Linked DNA regions of Acanthopagrus latus: region 1 is linked to region 2. Evidence: chromatin contacts called from public Hi-C data. All regions are on one chromosome and are shown on one strand. The core of a region is the stretch at or near the end of the contact, and the rest is flanking DNA. Distances in the headings are between cores, read along the strand shown.

Region 1 (5,502 bases), core at 1,148-3,647, 160 kb after region 2:
TTCTCAGCTTAGCCTCAAAATTAATTGCCTCCAAAGTAAGACAGATAGGTTCAGACAAGCGAAAGTGTGAGATTGCAACGAGTGTCAGTTTACTGGGGCTGATTAACGGACACATCCAATTTCTTCAAACTTAAGATTCATCTCAGAACATAAACACTTGTTTTTTTCGTTTGTTTTTTTTCTCCTTTTTTTTCATTTCCAAGATGGAATTTGTTGTGTGCACAACCATGTAGAACAAATGATTTTGAAAATCCATTAAAGCCATAAGCACACCGAACTCTGTGCAATTTAGCATAACCCTAAGTTTACTTTTGACTGCAGGAGAGCTCTTCTATTTAAAGATACCCTTGTATTCTTATTCTCATTTATGAAAATCTCCAGTTTTAAGTGTCAAGTGGGCGCAGCTTGTGAGCAGTGAGACTGTTATTCCCCTTTTCTCCTCATGCGTGTCAGCATATCAGAGTGTGAACATCAAATGATACAGGTCTCACTCATCTGGACGTTAGGTTTCCTGGTTCAGTCTTATCTGTATTGTAACAATTGCTGCATTCAGTTAGGAAGACTGATAGGGAGACATGTTTTTTTTTCTGAGGTTTGGCCATCGTTATGCAATTATATAGTATGCTATATACAATATTAAATGGATTATTTGACACCTTTACTACAATAATGCACTATCCAAAACTTCTTATGGTAGGTAAACACACATATATAACCAATTCTATCAACAATAACTTGATTCCATTGTAGTGCCCATTAAGTCAGTGGGCAACCATGCACCACACCAGAGCCAATGAACTTAACAATGGAAATGGAATGCACTCATCATTAATGTTTTTTAAAACTGTGTAGCTTGGTTCTTGTAATGACGGAAATGAATCAAAGGAGCACACATTTTGTCAAAATAATATACTAATGAATTAATGAACACAGAAAACTCTACTGTGTGGTTATCCAATGGATTTTAATATCAGGCCTGCATGCCAAATCCATCCAAATTGCACTCATGCACTGTAACATACAGAACATTCTTCTACAGTCCAAGTGTGTTAACTATGTCTCGTAATGTGATAATAAGATGCTGTGTGTTTGCTAAAATTACCCCTTACACTTGGTGTGATAGGGTTTTCATTTATCAAACCTGTTGGAGTCATTTTCAAAAATGCCAACAAACATCCCGTCTCCTCAAATGGGAGAGTCAGAATCAGAATGACTTTACAGATTCCCGAGGAAAAATTAGTATGTTAGAGACTTGTGCGAAAAAATAAATAAATAAATAAAATGTGTGCAATAAACTTTGATATGTGACAGCTACACACACATACATACTATATATATATATATATATATATATATATATATATATATATATATATATATATATATATATATATATATATATATATACACACACACACACAGACACACATTTGAAAATAGAATTGCTATTGAATTGAAATAGAATAGAAATGGAGACTAAATTACAGTGTAGATAATGTTGACTAATATCAGAGTTTGTAAAACTTGATGGTAGTTAACAGTATAAATGAATGCTACGTGAAATCTATAAATGACATTTGAACATTGCACATGATGTTGCACAGAAAAAAAACTGGTGGATTTGCTTGTTAGTATTCTTGTATAATATTACAGTGGAGGTTTAGGGTTATGATTGTTGGCTTGACATAACGAGCTGTTATGACGGCTTGGGCTTGAAGTTGTGATGGGCATTTTTTTTTCTCCAGATACTTAGAAAATATCATAGAGACAGTAAACTTCAGATTAATCAGTCATGAAAATGATCTGCGCTTGCCGCTCTATTGTACAATCATACACCCGTATTTCCATTCCAGACAGTCATCCAGGGAAGTCTCCCACTTTAGCTTTACGTGTACTTAAATATTATTCCTCCCGGTGCATTGCTATTCAAATGATAATTTAATATTATGAAAGTATGATAAAGATGGATCCTCATCTCCTCTGCTGTGGTGTTTATCCATTTCGACCACCAGGGGGCGTTTGGGAACTAGAAGAACAACATAACTCATCCTCATTTTATCAAACCTGTATTGTATGAAAGAAAGTAATATCGATAAGCCCCTTTCTTAGACGGAGGGTGGGTGCCAGTCTTCAGCACAAGTTTGCTGCAGGATGCATTCAAGCTTGTCTTTAGGTACACGTTGGAACTGAAACGAGAGGGAACCTTTCTCTGCACAATGTAACAGCTCGGCCCTGAAAAAAAAAAAGTCCAAGTATCCTGAAAGATGGAATAATTAATCAAAATGGACAGAACAAACAGATGAAGTGCAAGGTGGAACGGTTATAAACAAGGAGGCGTACACAAGTAATATGACCACTCCTCTCTGTCAGGCTGCTTCCGTGTTTACACACCCACAAAAAAACAGGACACCAGCGGCCATCGGACCAATGTTTACCGAGCAGGCATAGCGTGGTGGTGAGGAAAGTGACAGTCACACTGGAGGCTTGGTGTATGGTGAAACACAGGTGATTTCAGCTTCCACGGTTGCATTGTACAGCGGAATGTTCACTCGAAGGGGGCATGGAGACGTCAAGAAATCTACACAGAAAGTTCTGGACCCAAAGAAGGATGTACTGACCCGGCTCAAACACCTCCGGTCACTGTTAGGTGAGTGAAATGTCACCGGGCTTTTGATGCTGCATCGCCGAGGCTTAGCTAGTCGAGCTAGCTAGCTAGCTAGCCGATAACAGCTAACGTCAAACAAGGCGTCAGGTTAGCTGGCTGGCTGGCTGGCTGTCACTGCGGTGACCCAGTCAAGCAAGATGACAGGTAGCATAAACTCGCACAATGCCAAAAAAAACCCAACATTGCTATTTAAAGTGTTTGCCACTTACCATATGTTTCCATTTTATTTTTTTTTACGCGCTCATAAAAGACAAGTCACTGTGATAAGGCATGGATGCTAGCTAACGTGAGCTAGCTCTCCTTGTGGCTAACTAGCCAGTCGATGCTAGCCGAAGCTACCTTGTCAGAGCATCAGTGGTGGAGAAGCAGATGCCCACAACAACATCTGTTGTCATTTAGTCCTGTGTCATCCTGTCTGTATTACAAAACGTAGTAAATGCAAGACTCTAGCTCAGCACTGAATATGACAAATATAGGTCTCCAGCGATAGACTTTAAAGAGAATAGATCTTTCCAGTAGCTGGTTGTCAGGTTGGGCTGCTATCAAGTTACACTGCCCCAGAGATACTTGATTTGAAAATAATGCAAAACGTAAATGTGTCGTACTGAAGGAGTGCTCTGTTGCTTTCACTGGACAAGGAAGTGCAGGATTTACGATAGTCATAAAGCTGTTGTGTAGCTGATTTTTCAGCCCTCTTTCTTCACTGTGAAGGCTGAAAGAGACATGAATTTGCTCTGCTGTAGCCTGACTTGTGCTGCATATCAGAGTTCCGTATTACACACAATGGAACCTATTTCCAATCCACTTTCAAATAGCATGATTTGCTAAAGAGTCCAGATAGTGGATTTCTTTGCCCCTAAAAGGCCTGGATGCCAAATCCACTTTACAAAAATCATTCAAATAGGAGGCAGATGACTGCAGACTCTAGGTCTGCACAATATGGTAGACATAGATATTGTAATTATGTTCATCAATGTTGAGTATTACTTTGTGAGTCATGGTTAATGGGAATGATCATTTTTGCATTGCAATATTAATTTTCACAGAAAAAAAACAAACAAACCTTTTCACACATTTTACCTAAATTAACACCTGGCAGCTGCGATGAGAGCAGTGCACTTAGCAGTTTAGCTAATATTTTCATTGATGATGCAGCTGTAACTGTATCTGAATCATTCTATTAAAACCAAGAAGCCTTGCGTAGTGTTGGGTACTGTAGCATGTGTACATGTACAGCCCTGTTATTTTTCTCATTGCATCACAGCCAAACTGCGTCAGTGGGTACATTGGGAAAGTGTATAGAGGAGGAAAGTTGTCAAGAGGGAATTGCGAGATATGCATGAAAACTACAATGGATTCATGACAAGTGCAGTGTACTATATGATGTGCTTTCCCTCCAGGATTTCAGTGGAAGAAGGCCACATATGCTCAGGTAGCCACAGAAATTGCCTCTCATAAGAAAGTAATGCAATCTAATATGTATTCTCATCAACTCTTACTTGTACTTGCATAGTAATGCAGTGGGCGGCTGCGCAGTATGCTTAAAAAATCAGACTTGGATTGCAGTATGTTTCACAATTGGTGAAAATGATCCTTTGCAGCACAGTTTTAATTTTCTCATGTGTTGGGGTCTATAGCAAAGATGTGCTTTTACATCTGGAGAACAAGATTTGTATGCCAGGGCATCTCGGCAGAACAACAGTACTTCATTTTATTGCTGTTTTGTCCCACAGTTTTACGTTTTTAGAAAAAGAAATAAATATTGCAGCATTTTGCAATTTGGATATTGCACCTAGATATATTGTGACTTTGACTATATTTTGATTAATTGTGCAGCCCTAAACACAGTATAGATTGAACTGATGTTCAAACAATCATAACATCTTTATCACTGTTCATATGTTTTGATATCTACCACAATTCAGCACATCACTGACAGATATATAAATATATATCTGGCGTTGCAGTCGAAGTCATGGGAAAGGAAGTGCCACACTGGGGACAAAGTTCTTTTGAACTTTTTATAGTCAAGGGCATCTTTTTATTGACCTGTTTGCTGTGTTATTGATCAACAGCACATGTGACAGCAAGTATCTGCTCAAGAGTTTTCAGAGGCTTGAGGAAAACTGTTGGGGAGTTAAAATGGTTAGTTCTTTTTGCTATCACAGCACACCTTCAATGTCAAGACTAGTACAGCCAAAGTCTCGGTCAACACAGAGCTCTGCATAGTCTCTGTGTTTCTCTTTCCCTCATGTGCACTTCAAGATAAGGCTGATCTGTTTGTCCAGCAGCTGATGGTAGGGCCTACATGTTGATGCCCCCGCCAACCTCCCTGATTTCACCTCGCTTTCAGCTAAGGAAGGATTTCTTCCTGGTGCTGCTGGTTTCCTGTGTGGACAGGAAGCAGTGGTGAGAGATGGGGTGCTATGTAGGACAGGACAGGGACTTGAGGGAATATAACAAGCCTTGTTTCCCTTCTGACAGCGTTTTGTATTTTTGTAAATCATACTGTTCATTATACTTGCAAGTGCACTCTCAATGAATAGAATGTCTGTCTAGCATAATTCCCTCATGTGATAATTGTAAAATCAACAGTTACAGTGTATTTCAATAACATTAAAACAAGGGTTAGGGTTATCCTGTATGCTTTTATTTTTAGAACTGCATCAGAAAAGTTAATTTAACCTTGTTAATCTTGTCCAAACTCATTGTCCACTAGTGTATATGAAAAAGTTGTGTCCCATCATCTCTGTGCCTTTGTGTAGTACCAGGACAAGAAAATCTATTTAACTAATTTGTTGAATCAAGTTGTAGTTATCAATGGTACTGAAGTTGAA
Region 2 (4,977 bases), core at 1,665-4,164:
TAGGCTACCTGACTCCGTCGACATATAGTTAAGTGAAATTTTTTAGCGGATCAATTCTTCATTATTGTGTGAAGCTCGCAGCTTTTCAGGCGCCTGACCTTGACTGGAGCATTTGTTTTGTACCCAGATGCCACAGCTTACACAATGTGTCAGCTAAGTACTGTATTTCTGGCCCTTAGCCTCAGCAGCAGGGTTTTTCAAACAGCTATATGGCTCTCCAAGGCCAAGCACTGGCCTTGCACCAGATGCTTAGCACTGGAAAAAGAGGTATTCAAGCCCAAAGTTATTCATGTCAAGTAATGCCCACAAAACCCTTCCATGCAAGCCATAAATCCGATATTTTGATGGAAATACCAGACATTTCATGAGTGCTCTAAGGGAACTTTTTTTTTTCTCTCCCTCCACTCAGCTAACACTGACACAGTCCGCCACTTTCACACTATTTGTTCCCTCCCCTCTCTTCCTCTCCAGTGGGTAACATAACAGGGCATAAATGTTAAGACCGATCGCCCTGCACTCCTCAGAGCTCCTCAGATTCACAATGCACCGTTGTCATTTAAGAAATGGTAATATCCGCCGGTGTGCAGAATTGGGCACTTTGTTGGAAAACAACTCATCTCCTCTACTTTGCCTCACATCTCTTAAAGGGCTAAAAAACACCCATTCACGCGCTTTAACACCGAGGGCTTTGGTGATCTAATGCTAAACCTCTCTAAGTGCGTGTATCTGTGGAGAAGAAGGAGGAAAAAAGAAATGCTAAGCCTTTCAAATTGATGGCACCGGCCATCATCGTGTATGAGCCTCGAAGTGAGCCCTCAGGTTTAATCAAACTTTGTTCTCCCCCCTCCTTTTTTTCTTTCTTTCTTTCTTTCTTTTTTTTTCAAAGTGTATCTTCCATGAAAATCAACCCGCTCTCCCTGGCGTTTGTGTGTCGAGAAGCTCTCCATCGTTTTCGTTCCCCTCGAGTGGTCGATACATTAAAACTTGAACTGATTGATTTCAGACCGCCGTGCCATCAGTGTCCTTACGCGGCCGCTAACTACATCTGAAGTATCTTAGTCATCAGGCTCCAGGGCAGGGATTGATAATAGCTTGACCGGCGAGGCCTATCTTACCCATCCTTTTTTTTTTTTTTTTTTTTTTTTTTTTTCAGGAGGTCTCGTATTTAGCGCCCAGAGCACTTGTGGCGAAATCTCAAACGAGCACAAGTGTATTCACAGGGCGGCTGAGTGGAAAGCTTTCTCTCACATGCGCCCCGGACCTCATGAATACATTCCAACTCTAACTAACTACTCCGCCTTAATGCAGAATTTCAAAAACGTGGTATGAGGCCAATTTATTTATTTGTATTCTCCGCGTCTTAGCGATACTCTTGAACGCGGTGATGGCGGGGAGGATAATCTCCCGTCTTTCATCAGCAAAGTGGCCCCAGCACAAAACCCATCAGTAAATGTATTCGCTATTGATTGATGGTCGCTCCTGCACTACCAGGCAACACCATTATTATCATGCATAGATTCCAGACTGCCCACAATAAAATCATTGTTCTGATTTAAGTTATCCAAACCCCCCCAGAGGTGTCGGTCGTAATGGCACAACTAGTGTTTGCCTGGTATTGCTTTCTTCCTCGACAATTACTGGCGTCTCCTGTCATCATCTTTACACCGGCCACATACACCTCGTAACGACCTCTGACAGAGGAGAGGATGTTTTCTGTGCGGGGAGGTGTTGCCGGTGGTCGTGCAACAGGTGTAAATAGACGCTGCCGAAGAGATTTGAGGCATTTATTTTATTTAATTATCTTTTTTTTTTTTTTCATGAAAACAGCGGCTAAAAATAAACAGTAAAAATGAGTCACGCAGCGGCTCCTTTTCTGCTCGTGTTTGGAAAATCAGGCTGAAGAAGAAGTTGCCGTTTTTCACAGCGTATTACGCACACATTACGCCTCCCACGGTTTATAAACGCGTTGCCAGTTTGCTTGAGCTGGAATGGATACTAATTTAATTATATGAACGTGTACTGTGCGGATTCTATCTTCTAAAAATGCCAAAGGAAGATGGTTTGGTTGTTTTCTTTGAAAGCACTAGAATACTCTGGCATAGGCTATGTGCACTTTTTGAAATGTTATTTTCTTCTTACCTTTAGGATATAAAGTTGCGGGAATAATACCATCACCATGCATGCCAAATGTTTTCCGTGTGGCTTTGAGATTGATACATCAAGCTACGTGCATGCAAAAACACCTGACTATTCGTACTGATAATAGTAATAATAAGAATAAGAATAAATATTATTATCTGTTTGTTGTGTTGCACTGAAGCAGATTACTTTAACGCCTCGTTAACGCGCCACTGAGCAGTGATTTTGGCATCCACAGCCGGCTTTTTTTTTGTGTGTGTTTCTGAGTGACACTTTCTCCGCTCTGTGGCCCTCGGCTCACACACATTTGCGCCTGTTTTTCGCTTGTCGACACATGTGGATCTATTTAGCAAACATTATGTGTTAGTGGCCCGCCTCATGGGAGATGCCCGGGTCCCGAGTCATTGTGAATTACTGTGACCTTGGTTATCAATCATTTTATCGGGGTATCTAATGTAAACGCAGCCGTGGCGTGGACAACATGCCACATCTGCTCTTTGGACAGCGCTGCTTCTTGGTTACCAAGCGATTTATTAGAGCGCCCTGCGCGACGAATAATAGGTCGCGGTATAAAGATCAACCGGCAGCTCTTCCATAGGCGCACAATTATCTCTTAAACAGGCTGTTGTGACATTATCATCCACCTGCACTGTGTGGCAGATAGTTTGGTGTCCCCAAAGCCTCCCAAAGACAGAAAACTAGTTGTGTGGGTTAAAAGCAGCGCCCTCAGGGAGCTGTGTTTGCGCTCAAGGCCAATTTATTGCCGATGAACATATGGCCAATATTTTGTCTCACGTCATAGCAAGGGTAAAGCAAACACCGTGCAATGTGAGCGAGTCAGCAAGAGCAGAGCCACTTGGCCAGCTATGCAAACGCTCTTGGACAATATGAGAAGAGGAGCACTTGCTTTCTGGGTATATAAACCACATCAGGCTTATCTCTGCACGCACTCCTGACTCCCATTTGGAGATATTTCATTAACCCTGCGCGCTGTCTTAACGCTGGCAACACATTCAGCCCCCCTCCTGTCTAGGTAAGCGCACTGGATGCTCCAGTCAGTTTGCATACAATATTTCTCTCTCTCTCTCTTTCTCTTTTTCTTCTTTTTTTCTCTTTTTCAACAGACTAATCGGCATTTCTTATTTTCTTGCTTATGGTATTGTATGCGTACCTGCGCGTATTTAAGTCCCTGAGTGTAGAATAACCCTGATCTCTATAACCCTGCTTAGAATAGGATCCTTATTCAGAATGCAGGCCTGTGTGTGTTTAAGCGCACTGTCGCTGGTGGCCATTAGACACTCACGTGGGCAGTTTGTGCCTGGCTGAACAGTGTCGTTGTGACTGTGAGAGTGGCCTGCGCCTTCACGCCCGAGACTGATTTTTTTTTATTTCTTCTTTTTTTAAGAAGGGCAGGATTTGAATATCTTTAGCATTTCTTAAAAAAAAAAAAAAAAAAAAAAAAAAAGTATATGCTTTTTTTTCCCCAACAACCAAATAAAATCCACACATTTTAGATCAGAACTCAGCACACAGTTTCCATAAACGTTGCCCTGACATGGTAACGCCTCATTTACCGAAGAGCACCTGTGTGTCTTAAAGTTTGCCGGGCATAGATGAAGATAACATGCGTTTGCAGAAAAGGCGTCCAAACTGTCCCTTATATTTTAGAAATCTTCCCATTTGTCCGAGTCCACGTCCGAGCGTTGGCTGTTTTAGTTGTCTAATTGGGTGCGAACAATAAGACACCCCCTGTTGTTTCTTAAATGTGCCGGTAGAGACCGCTAGAGCTCTACAGATGTCAACAGCTGTTAATGTTATTACCGCACTCACACACAGGCTGCCTAACAAGGAGGACAAGTTGTCTGTACTTGTGCCATCTCGAGCGGGGCAGATCAGGTTCTCCTGGAGAGGGTGATTTATTTATTTATTTACTTATTTATTTATTCATTCATTAATTCATTCATTCATTCATTCACCCATTTGTCCAAATGTTCCACACATTTGCAAATAGTGGTCGTCCCTCCCGAATCATCTGAAGAAGTCTCGGAGACTCGAGCCATTTTTACCCCCCCCCCGCCCCGCCTCACCCACCCCGCCAATGTCAGCGCGATATTGAAATGGGAAGTGATTAGAAAATAATAAACCCCTTTTTAGCAATTCGTCTTACACAGAAAAAAAAAGATTAAGGCGAATGGCACAGCGTGGCATGAAATTCAGCGTTACAAATAAACTGGTGGTTTAACAAATGAAGGCAAGTCCTCGGGGCATGGGCGCACTGCTATAATCTCGCCGTGACATGTTTAATCATTAGAGGAAAGGAGACGAATAAAGACTTTTGCCCGGGAGGAAAAGGTGGCTGGATTTCTGTTAAAAAAAAAAAAAAAAAAAATGATTTCTACCCCGAAGCCAAGTCTCCCCAGGCCACGGCTTAGCCCCCATAATAAATAAACCGGACCCGTTTTACCTGCATATTATATATAGGCTTTTAATCATAGAGGGAGGAAATCGGTCTTGTCACTCTGTACATTTATCATGGACACCCTGAGGCAGGCGGGGTTACCTTTATCAAAGACTAACTCCCTGCCTCAGGCATCCAAACACGCTGAAATTCAGCGATTAAAGGAGGCACTGATCAACATTATTATGGATTCTCCCGCGGCATTCTTATTTGTGCATTCAATCGAAAGATTTATTTAATCAAGAATATAAAAAGCTCTTTCTTCACTTATTTGGGAACAATCGTGGGCATGAATTTTTAGGAGGGAATTATAATTAATCAGACGGGGGCCCGTTTTTTTTTCTTGGGGTTCATCCGAAAAATTAATTGTTTTTGGATGA

The links. Hi-C and Micro-C count contacts between places; a contact is called where the count stands out from the background.
Region 1: a contact with region 2 is called in a Hi-C map of muscle, with 5 times the contacts expected there. The contact joins the promoter of ralgapa2 here to the promoter of nkx2.2a in region 2. A contact is called at or near these places in 3 of 4 Hi-C or Micro-C datasets (liver and muscle).

Annotation. Positions count from the first base shown.
Region 1 is chr16:17,323,821-17,329,322 of fAcaLat1.1, forward strand. It overlaps ralgapa2 (ral GTPase-activating protein subunit alpha-2), which reads left to right and starts at 2,398. Exons shown (of 40, transcript XM_037072098.1): 1 at 2,398-2,647. The coding sequence starts at 2,542. It overlaps LOC119004832 (a long non-coding RNA gene), which reads right to left and starts at 2,469. Exons shown (of 2, transcript XR_005070323.1): 1 at 2,341-2,469; 2 at 2,051-2,232.
Region 2 is chr16:17,164,567-17,169,543 of fAcaLat1.1, forward strand. It overlaps nkx2.2a (homeobox protein Nkx-2.2a), which reads left to right and starts at 2,915. Exons shown (of 3, transcript XM_037125126.1): 1 at 2,915-3,172.